Linked DNA regions of Mus musculus: region 1 is linked to region 2. The links are chromatin contacts, called in public promoter capture Hi-C maps. All regions are on one chromosome and are shown on one strand. The core of a region is the stretch at or near the end of the contact, and the rest is flanking DNA. Distances in the headings are between cores, read along the strand shown.

The links. Capture Hi-C pulls out chosen DNA fragments and counts their contacts.
Region 1: a contact with region 2 is called in a promoter capture Hi-C map of liver, with 2.4 times the contacts expected there. The contact joins the promoter of Brip1os here to the promoter of Ddx52 in region 2. A contact is called at or near these places in 1 of 39 promoter capture datasets (hippocampal neurons) and 1 of 9 other capture datasets (liver).

The regions. Positions count from the first base shown.
Region 1 is chr11:86,199,566-86,204,857 of GRCm38.p6, reverse strand. Brip1os (BRCA1 interacting protein C-terminal helicase 1, opposite strand) reads right to left here and starts at 3,498. Exons shown (of 7, transcript NR_130959.1): 1 at 3,306-3,498. Brip1 (BRCA1 interacting protein C-terminal helicase 1) reads left to right here and starts at 3,665. Exons shown (of 20, transcript NM_178309.2): 1 at 3,665-3,749.
Region 2 is chr11:83,939,142-83,944,349 of GRCm38.p6, reverse strand. It overlaps Ddx52 (DExD box helicase 52), which reads right to left and starts at 2,260. Exons shown (of 15, transcript NM_030096.2): 1 at 2,086-2,260; 2 at 909-1,107. The coding sequence starts at 2,172.

The sequences.
Region 1 (5,292 bases), core at 2,249-4,748, 2.3 Mb before region 2:
GTGTGCAGATTTGGGCCTTAGCTGAGGCACGGTAGCCCAGTTCTCCTAGTTCAGTGAGAAGGCGTTTCGTTCCTTCCAGGCATAGTTCTTTGCTGGAAGCGGCCAACAGAAGGTCATCTACACAGTGTAAGAGAGTTATCTGGGGGTTGGCTGCCTGGAACATGGCCAGATCTTGGTAGAGAGCCTCAAAGGTGGTGGGGGAGGTCTTGAAACCCTAGGGCAGGTGAGTCCAGGTGAGCTGGCCTGTCATCCCCAAGTCTGGGTCCTTCCATTCAAAGGTGAAGTATTCCTGACTTCTGGTGGCCAGGGCAGGCAGAAGAAGGCATCCTTGAGGTCCAACACTGTATACCAAGTTCTGGAGGGAGGCAAGGAACTCAACAGGTTGTATGGGTTAGGGACTGTCAGGTGGAGATCAGTTTCTCAATTGTTCACTTCCTTGAGGTCCTGGGCAGGTCGATAGTCAGGGAGGAGTGGGGGTGTTCCAGGCAGATTGACATTTCCACAGGATCCCCAACTGGAGGAGGCACAAAATGTGAGGTCGGATTCCATCTCGAGCCTCCTTAGATATAGGATACTGGTGGACTGTTATCGGGCTGCATTGGGCTTTTAGGTCTACCTGGACAGGTAGCTGATTTTTGGCCTTCCTCATCCCTGCAGTTTCTGCCCATGCCCATGTGGGTAATTTTGCAACCACCAGTCCATATCTTTAACCTCTTGGCTCCTGTCTTCAAACAATTGATATTCATCCTCTAACTTCCTGGTCAATACCTGGATGGGCTCTCTTTGATGGCCCTTGACTTGTGGTCCCCCAGGGAGGAAATGGATCTGTGCCCCATCTTGGTGAGGAGATCTCTCCCCAACATGGGGTAGGGGCATTCAGGAATAACAATGAATAAGTGGGATACCGGGCCCATGCCAAGATCCACTGTTCCTTGGGTAGTCCATGAGTATTTGTTTCTTGTAGCCCCCTGGGCCCAAGACTTCTTATTAGAAATTGGTCCATCAGTTTGTAATAGGACTAAGTGTTAGGCCCCTGTGTCCACAAGAAACTGGGTGGGTTTCTCCTCCACTTTAAGGATTACCCTGGGTTCGGGGAGGGGGTCCGAACCCCGTCTCCCCAACCACTGTCCTCTTGTATGGCCAGCACCTTGGGGCCTATTTGCCTCTTTTCGGAGGTGTAGAGTCCCCTCTTCTTCTTCTTGGGACAGTCTCGCCCAATGACTTCTTTGTTTCTTTGTTTGTTTCTTTGTTTGTTTCTTTGTTTGTTTCTTTCTTTCTTTCTTTCTTTTTGGTTTTTTCGAGACAGGGTTTCTCTGTGTAGTCCTGGCTGTCCTGGAACTCACTTTGTAGACCAGGCTGGCCTGGAACTCAGAAATCTGCCTGCCTCTGCCTCCCGAGTGCTGGGATTAAAGGTGGGTGCCACCACGCCTGGCTGATCTTTTTCTTTACAGTAGGCATACTGATCCTTAGCCAGGGGCTCTCTTCTGTTGGCAGGTACTATCTTACTAGGTTTTCAATTTTCTCTGACTACAGTGGCCAAGATCCTCTGGAGGTTCCTTTCCTGTTTCTTCTCTCCTTTGAGTTCTCTAGCTTCCTGTTCCTTCTGCCTTCTCTCCTCCTTCTTTTCTTCTGACTCTTGGTTATGATAAGCCTTCTCAGCTACTTGCACTAGTTCCTTTAGAGACTTGTCTTACAATCCCTCAAGTTTCTGCAACTTCTTCCTAATATCTCTGCTAGATTGGTCAATAAAGGCAACAGTAACTGTTGCCTTATGCTCTTCACTGCTAGGATCATAGTGGGTAAACTGGCGAAAGGCCTCCATGAGTCTCTCTAGGAAGGCAGAGGGAGACTCATTCAGCCCCTGTACCACTTCCCTTACCTTAGTCAAATTGGTGGGGCAGTGTGCTGACCCTTTGAGACCTGCCATCAGAGCCTGGCGGTGGACCTTCAGGTGCTCCCTACCTTTAGGGGTGTTGAAGTCCCAGTTCGGTCTGGTCAATGGGAAGCCTGCATCAATATTCCCTGGCAGGAGGGAAGGGCGCCCACCTGACCCCGGGACATGTATCCTAGCCTCAAGGATTCGCTGCTTTTCCTCTGTGGTAAAGAGAACCTGAAGCAGTTGCTGACTATCTTCCCATGTGGGCTGATGGGAGAAGTGATTCAATTAAGTTAATTAGACCTTGTGGATTCTCAGAAAATGAGGGGTTATGAGTTTTCCAGTTATATAAGTCATTGGAGGAAAACGGCCAATACTGAAAGGCTGATGACCTTGTTCATCCGGGGACCATAGGCCGGGAGGGGCAGAATATGGGCACCCTCAGGAGTTGCCTCCACTGTCTCTGAGTCTCCTGAGCAGGTCCCTCTGACCTGGGGAGGGAGGAGGATGGCGAGTCCCCCTGATTCTCCAGGCGGAATGGGCGGGGCCAAAGGCCCTGCAGCTTGAGCTGCATGAGGAGAGAGAGAGAGAGAGAGAGAGAGAGAGAGAGAGAGAGAGAGAGAGAGAGAGAGGATAAAGGGGAGGGAGATAAAGAAGAAGATCAGTATCCGTGGTGGGGAGAACATCTTTCTTGGGCCTATCCTGAAGGGCGAAGATTGGCACAGCCATTGGTCCTGAAGAGGAACCGGGCGAACACAAGGAGGGGGATCGGTGACTAAATCTTCCCACACTATGATATATGGGACCTGATTAGGGTGGCTCTTCGAGCCAGCACCAAAAATGCACCTCTTGACGGACAATATAAGAGGCAGTGAGAAAGAACCCTCAGGAGGCCATCCAATCTGAAAGGTGGGCCACTCTGACGAGCAAAAAGTAAACCATTTATTTTTCTTCACATTTACTGAGAGATTGTGAGCTCTAGTCTTAACCTCCCTCCAATGTTCTAGAGTAAAACTCGGAGGGGTGGAAGGTCAGTGTCCCATTCTGTCCAAAAATAACGTCAGTCCCAGTCCACACACAAAAAGAAAAACAGAAAGTAAAATACCAACGCGCCCCTGCCACGAGCGCCACAGAAGATACACTGAATAACTTGGTAGTGGTCTCTTTGCCACTGACCCCCAGATGAAGTCGAGCCCTCCCGGATCTCGCGGATCGGATCCGACTTCCCACTCTGAGAGTCTGGAGCGTCCTCCAGGACTCTTCGTTACCGCAGCGTTAAGGTCGCTTCTGGCAACCCCCGGCAGACAACTCCTTTGCAAACCGAAACCAAACTGACTTGCAGCCGACTCAAAATAGAGGGAACAGACGGAATAGACGCGCGGAATAGACGCACGCCAAGGGCGGACACAAAGAGACACAGCCGCGGTACCTGCTCGAACAATCCTCCGGTCTCCTGTCACTGGACCCGCCAGCAGGACGATTCCCGGTCAATGCACCAAATGTAAGACCCGTCTAACGCCCATTTTGTGCTTCTTAAAGTCTCACAGTACAAGAATTTTTTTTTTTCCTTCAAGCAAATGTGCGGAACTTGTCCCAGTCTTTTTCGCGGGGTGGGGTTTGGGGGAGGGGCGGTGCTCGTCTTCCGGTCCCGCCAAGTACTCGAGGGTTGATTTTACTTCGCGGGCTCCCATTGGGCGGTATAGCGTTGGCCTCGTACGATGATTGGCTGTTTCCTTTTCCGGTCTGGCTGTGTGATTGGCTGACTGGGAACCGAGGGGCGGGAGGCGCGAATTCATCTGTGTGGCGCTGCGGAGTGCAGCCTGGAGAGGGAGGAGTGGCTGTACCTTGGTACCTGGCAGCGTCGGAACAGCCGGTGAGGGAGGACTTTCGTACTCGCGAGCTTTCCTTGTAGGTCGGCTCCGCGTTGCCTTCTGTCAAACGTCAGCCGTTCCTTTTCTCTGGGAGCGGGAGCCAGCCGTGGGCAAATGGAAAGGAGGGCGCGGGGAGGGGACGGGCTCCTGCAGGCTGGCGCCGGCGGGCTCTCGGGCTCTATGGTGTGGCTCCCCGTGGACATGTGAGAACTAGGAGCTTGGGGAAGGAAAGCTGAGGGCCAGGGAGCCTGTCCTTACATTCTGTGAACGCAGGCTGGAGGTAGCCCCAGCTTCCGCGGTACTTCTGGAAGGGCTACAGATTTGTTAACCCGCCCCCCCCCCCCCCTTCTCTTAAAGAGACAGGGTCTCACCCTCCAGCTCTGGCTGGGCTGGAACTCGGAGTGCAGACCTGGCTGCCCTCGATCGATCGTACAGAGATCCACCAGAGATTGTTGGGGGCCAGAAGAATTGCGCCACCACATCCGGAAGTGTGATTGTCTGATGAGTTTTGAGAGGAATGTTGCCACAGCTTCAGGCATAGATTGCCATCTCGATTAATTTTAGTAACACAATATTGAGTTTTTGCTTCAGAATAAGCTGTTAGAGTCCATTAAACCTCAGAGGTTTACAGATAAAAATCAGTGATTGGATACTTTTTCTAACAATATCTTTTATTTATTCTTTGATAGTTTATGCATATATACAAAGTATCTTGACCTATCCCCAGTACATCCTTCACACTGCTTCGGGACCCCTTCACACGCCCCTCCCACCCAATGAGTCCAATTAGTACTGCCTGATGGGATGTTGACAGGTCTCCTTGGCTTGATTTTATGCAGGTCTTGTCTGACAGAACAATATTTAGAAATGAAAAATAACTTAAGAGTGGTGGGTTTTTTGGAGCACAGAAGCTGTGGTTAAAGTTATTGACTTCATGACCTGTTGTACCTTCTGTCTTAACCATCTCCATTCACAGACTGAGTTTACCAGATTTTCTCACCACTGTCGAAATTCTTCAGTCAATAAAAGTGTCTGGGAGGTTAGGTGATGCAAACAGTGGGATTTAAATCTATTTTGTTTCAATTATAATCTCCTGATTTCAGAATTACTGAGCTGACTCAGCAGGTAAAGGACTCAACCGAGCTAGCAGTGTTTAATTCCTGAGACCCACATGGTGAGAGGAGGGAACCTATTCTGTCTCCAGAACACTGTCTTCTCACTTCCACACACGTGTCATGCCATGCGGGTTCTCCTCCCCCAGTAAACTAAAAGATGATTTAAAAAAAATTAAGTGAATTTCTGTGGAAAGATACTTTCTCCCTTACAACAATTTTTAAAGTTAGATATTATTGCAGAAAAGAATTTTAGACTTACAGGTGAAAAATGTTAAGTCATAGATACAACCTGTGCTTCCTGCCCATTCATCTGCCTTTTCCTTCTAACTGGGAGAGTGTGAAAAGGGCAAACAGGAATGTACAGAATAAGAGGAAACAGTGAGGCTATGGAATAGCAGAGCTGCTTCAGAAATCTGTTGTATCTATAAGT
Region 2 (5,208 bases), core at 1,011-3,510:
AGCATACACAGGCTACAGGGCAGCCAGCTTGTTCATCAAACATCGAGCTAGAAACTACTGTAATAGAGGAAGATTTCATGTGCAATAGCAATGAAATTACTATGCTTAGAGCTGTCCACATCATAGAAACAGCAGTTCTTCCTGTTTCTGTCAACACTGGCTCAATTAGAAGTAGACCTGACTGTCTTAATGACTAGATTAGCCAACTTTAATGTTTGTATGGTAGAACAAATATGTGAGAACAATCTAAAAAAAAAATTCTATGAGTAGTGAGCAAAGATCTTCAATGAATATTTTGTTTTTTACAAAGTCTAGCCTGGCCTTGAACTACAGATCTTCCCTCCTCCAACTTCAGAGTGATGAAACTGTAGGCAAGTATTACTATGCCCAGGTTTCTAATTGATTTTTTTTGTTTTTTGTTTTTTTAAATAATGGGTATGAGTGTTTTGTCTGAGTATCACATGTATGCCAGGTAACCAGGGAAACTAAAAGAAGGCATTCCATACCCTGGAACTAAAGTTATAGGCATTGTAAAGTGCCATGTGGGTGCTGGGAATTCAACCTGTATGCTCGGTAACAGCAGTCAGTGCTTTTAACTGCTAGGCCATCTCTCCATCTCCTCTGTGGCATTATTAAGACATAATTTTTAATTTCACTGAGACATAACTTCTAAGGAAGTGATACATATTTTTTCACAGAGTACCTCCACATTAGGATTATTATTCTCCAGAAATAGCAACACCTGTCCAAAAGGCTATGCATGACCATCATTGCAGTAGCAAGTAACAGCCAGTACCTAGGTATAATCCAGATGGCATCAACAAAGGTTGCTAGGTATGTGTTGTCTGACTTACCAGCTTGCACCGTTTTGGAACTGGAAAAAAAATGAGCATTAAGCCAATACTAACCTGAAGTCATCTTCTTTCTCTTTTTCTTCTTGGGCTCCTTACTCCTTTCCAACAGGACCCCTTGTGTTTTCTCCTCATTTGGGGGCTCCTGGTGTATTTGCAATGCTCCACATTCATCTGAGACGGACTTCTTGTTTCCGAAGAAGTCTAGTCCCTTCAGGACCTCCAAAGACTCGGAATCGAATTTCCTTTTTCCTACCTAAAACCCCAAAAGTTTTAAATGAAATTTACTGCCAGAACTGTTTCCATCCAACCGTGACTGGCTGTACGGAGGACGCAGGTTCAGTAATTCGCCTTTTTAACCTTTTCAAACAAGATTCTGTTGAGCTAAGTAGTGTGTTTAGGCAAACAGAATCCTATCAACAACAACAATGAATATTTATATACATTTACTACACGTCAAGGATATTTATTAGATATTAAATTACTTCATCCTCACACCAACCCTACAAGGTAAATAGCAGTGAGACAGAAGAGGGGAAAAAAAAATCCAGGCACCAGCAAGTAACTTAGTGAAGATCTCAGAAGTATTCACTAGCAGGCCCTGCATTTGATCCCAGAAATCCCTGCTCCAGGGTTCAAATGTAACCACAACACTGCAGTCAGGACGAAGAAACACAGACATCACCCTCCACAAAGGCTGTATTTTACAGTAAGGCTTATGTTTAAAATGTTTCACAAGTGAGTCCCAACTGACTTCCTTTCATGCTCACTACTTCTTTAAGAAACCCCCCGCATATCAGGATCACACTTTTGGTTGGCTACTTAAAATGTGGTTGGTTAGAGTGATGAAAAAACAAAACAAAACACCCCAACTCTCCACTGCAGTACAGCTATCTGTACATTAAGTCAAACTTGGGTAGCTTACAGTGAAAGCGTGCTTTCTTAGTTTCTAAGAGGGGTCTCGGAAAGGATTCCAACTTTGTGAGTAAAGTAAGATACCTGGGAATCAAAATGTCTGTGCCAGGCTCAACTGAGTCTACCGGGGCTCAGTAAACAGTCCTTCAGAAGTCTGGGGTAAATCTTAGGTTAAGCTAAATCCCAGGAGGGAAATGCTTGGGGGTGATCGGAGCCTGGCCTCGGGGTCTCCAGCGCGCCGGCTGCCCGGTTGGCGGCGGTCTCAATCTCCGGATCCCGCCCCTTCTCGGTCACGCGGCTCCCCGCGTACAGAAAGTACCTGGAATCGAGTAGCGTCTGCTGAGAAGCGCTTCACGTCGAACTTGGCGCCGGCTCCAAGCCGGCGAAACAGGTCGTAGGAATCCATCTTTACCCAGAAGGCCCCACGGCCTCCCGGCGCCTGCGTTTACCACTTTCTATCCGCGACTGCTTCCGCACAGGCCGTAGCGGAAGTCGCTCCAGGAGGCGGAGCCTGGCTGTGATAGGCGTGGAAAACGTGTGAGCTGGGAATTCGTTCACAAAATCCAAAATCGACGCTTCTTGTGCGTGGGAGTGTGCTAGACGTTTAGTGATAGTTTGATGAGCAACACGCCAATATTCTGCATTTTCGGTTACCGTTTAGAAAGGACAGAGATACTATTAACCAGTTACTGTAACTGAGGAAAATGGAAAGCATCGTGAGGCAAATTAAAAGCTGTGATGGGTTGAGAAGGGGTAGAAGCTAGTTTAGTTAGATTGGTTAAATTCAATCAAATTTGAACTGAGAAGGGGCCACTTTCCCAAGACATGGGAACAGCATTCCAGGGAAGAGAAAACCCATCTGAAGAAGGAAACGGATCTGAAACCTTGTTAGAACAGAAGCCGATCTGAGTTGCTCTCCAGTGCCACAGAAAGAAGGAAAAGGGGGTGGGTGGGGGGAGGGATGAAGGAAGAAATGAAGAAAGGAAAGAAAATTGGAGTAGCTGGAGCTAAGCTTACAGGGGCAAACAAACCAGGTCTCAACGCTGTAACAAGGGCATGATGAAGTATTTAGGTTTTAATCTAAACATGCTGCAAAACCAAAATTCATGGAAGGAGCAACTATCTTAGTTTATCCCATTTGATTTTTAGATTCATTCTCATTGTGTTTGAACTACTCGACTTTTTAAGTTTTGTATAACCTGTCTTCTGGAATGTAAGTCCACAAACATGAAGATCTATTTTTGCTTTATGATTGTATCCCTGGTTCTGTTTGCTTTCCATAAATGTTTGATGAATGAATTCGTGAAAGGGCCATACATGATTATTTGGAGTTATTTGGAGAAGGGACATGGAACAGATAAGAGTAGAAATGGAGACTAAAGTAGCTGTTGCTTTTATCTGGGTTGATAGCTATTCAAATGTGGATGGATTTGGGCTACAGTTTGGATATAGAGTTTAATGTACCTGATGGAGTTTGTGTAGGGTGAGGAAATGGATCCAGAGGTAGCTAAATATTGTGGTTTGAGCTGGGATGATGGCATGCCATTTACTGAACTAAGAAGAAAGGAAGAGCAGCCTTTTGGTGAGAATGAGAATCATGGAATTGTTACGTTTGTAGACATGTAGATCTCTACTTGATTAAGTGAAGACATCCAATTAGGTACTTGGACCCAAGAGTCTGAAGCTCAGGACTGAAGGCTGGAGAAACAAAACTGGGAGACATCAAAATATAAATAATACAATGCATAGACTCAAACATCATATGTCCATATCATTTGTGGATAGATCTATGATATAGAGAGGAGAGGGGGAAAGTTCAGTTCTAGTGAGACTTTCATTCTCGAGGAGAGCAGATGTGGAGTGAGCATAAGATGTCATGAAAATCTCTTCCCTGACTCCTCCTTACAGCTAACAGTGGGGACATCTTACTCTTTTAAATATATTTACTCCCTCTCTATAAATAGTATTTTGAGGAGACAGGAAGATGGCTCAACAGGTAGACACCAACCCTGCAAACTTGATGATCTGACTTTGATCCTGAGAACCCATGCAGAAGAACAGATAAGGCTGTGAAGACGTTTGTAGCATTTAGCTTAGGCAGGACCAAAGTTTATCCACGTTAATACAGTGGAGGTTATGGTCTCTCCCATCCAGTTATAGCCCCATGGTATTAATGGTTCCCTAGAGAGTTAACCTCCCAGGAGCTGAGGAAAGCCCTGTAGGTGGCCTTCCTTACTAGGAAATATTTAGCATTATACCAATGGCCAGCTCACTTTCCTTCTTCCAGAGAATAGATTTGTCTTGCTCGTTGAATTTGTGCTCTATATCCTTTACTTTAAAAGGAGGGACTTGGACTTGGAGCTTGGTTTAAATCTTACAGAGATCCAACTTTGTCTGCTTCCCAAGTGCTGAGATCACAGGCGTGTACCATCACACCTGACCACGTTCCTCTACCGTAGCTTTTTTCTATTGCGCTGCACTTATAGCTCCACATTGGTCCACAGACTTTAAAATTTCTGAAGCTGAGGCAATGTGTCATGCCTCTAAATACATTTGCTGAGTATGAAATCTGTTTCATATTAAGTGGTCATTTTTTAGTCTCTCTCTCTCTCTCTCTGTGTATGTGTGTTGTATGTGTGTGTGAGTGTGTGAGTGTGTGAATGTTCTGTGTGTGTTGTAGTGTGTCTGTGTGGTATATATCCAAGTTTTTTGGAGTGTGCACTTTGATGCATGCACATACACACATGTAGGTGCACATGTATGTGTGTGTCCAGAGACAGACATCAAATGTGTCTCCTCACCTGCACTTCCCTTTTGTATATTTATTAAATTTTATTATATTAATTTCATGTGTAATCATGCATTGCTACAGCATGCGTGGAGGTCACAACCCAGCTTTCAGGAGTTGGTTCCACCCTGTAGTTAACAAGAATTGATTTCAGGTTTTCAGGCTTGGTGGCAAGCATGTTTACTTGCTGAGCCAACTCTCTGACCCTCCACATTTATTTTTAGGATTATTTTATTTTATTGTTTGTGTGTTTTTGCTAGCATGTATGTATGGACACCATATTTGTGCCTGGTGCCCCAATGTCAGAAGAAGGAATTGACTCTCCTGGAACTGGAGTTATAAGTGGTTTTGAGCCACTATGTGAATCCTGGGAACCGAACCCATGTCCTTCATAAGACCAGTCAGTAAGTGCTCGTAACCAATAAGCCATCTTTCCAGTCCCACGTTTATTTATTTATTTTCAGACAAGGTCTCTTTCTGAATCCAAAGCTTCCCCAATTGGCTGGACTTACTAGCCAATGAGCGTCAGGAATCCAACTGTACTCTAAGCTACCTCCCATACCCCTGGTGCTAGGGTTGTGGGTACATGGCACCTTGCTTTGTGTATGGGTTCCCTGGTTCTGAATAGAACTCCTCATGCTCGTGTAGCTGGTA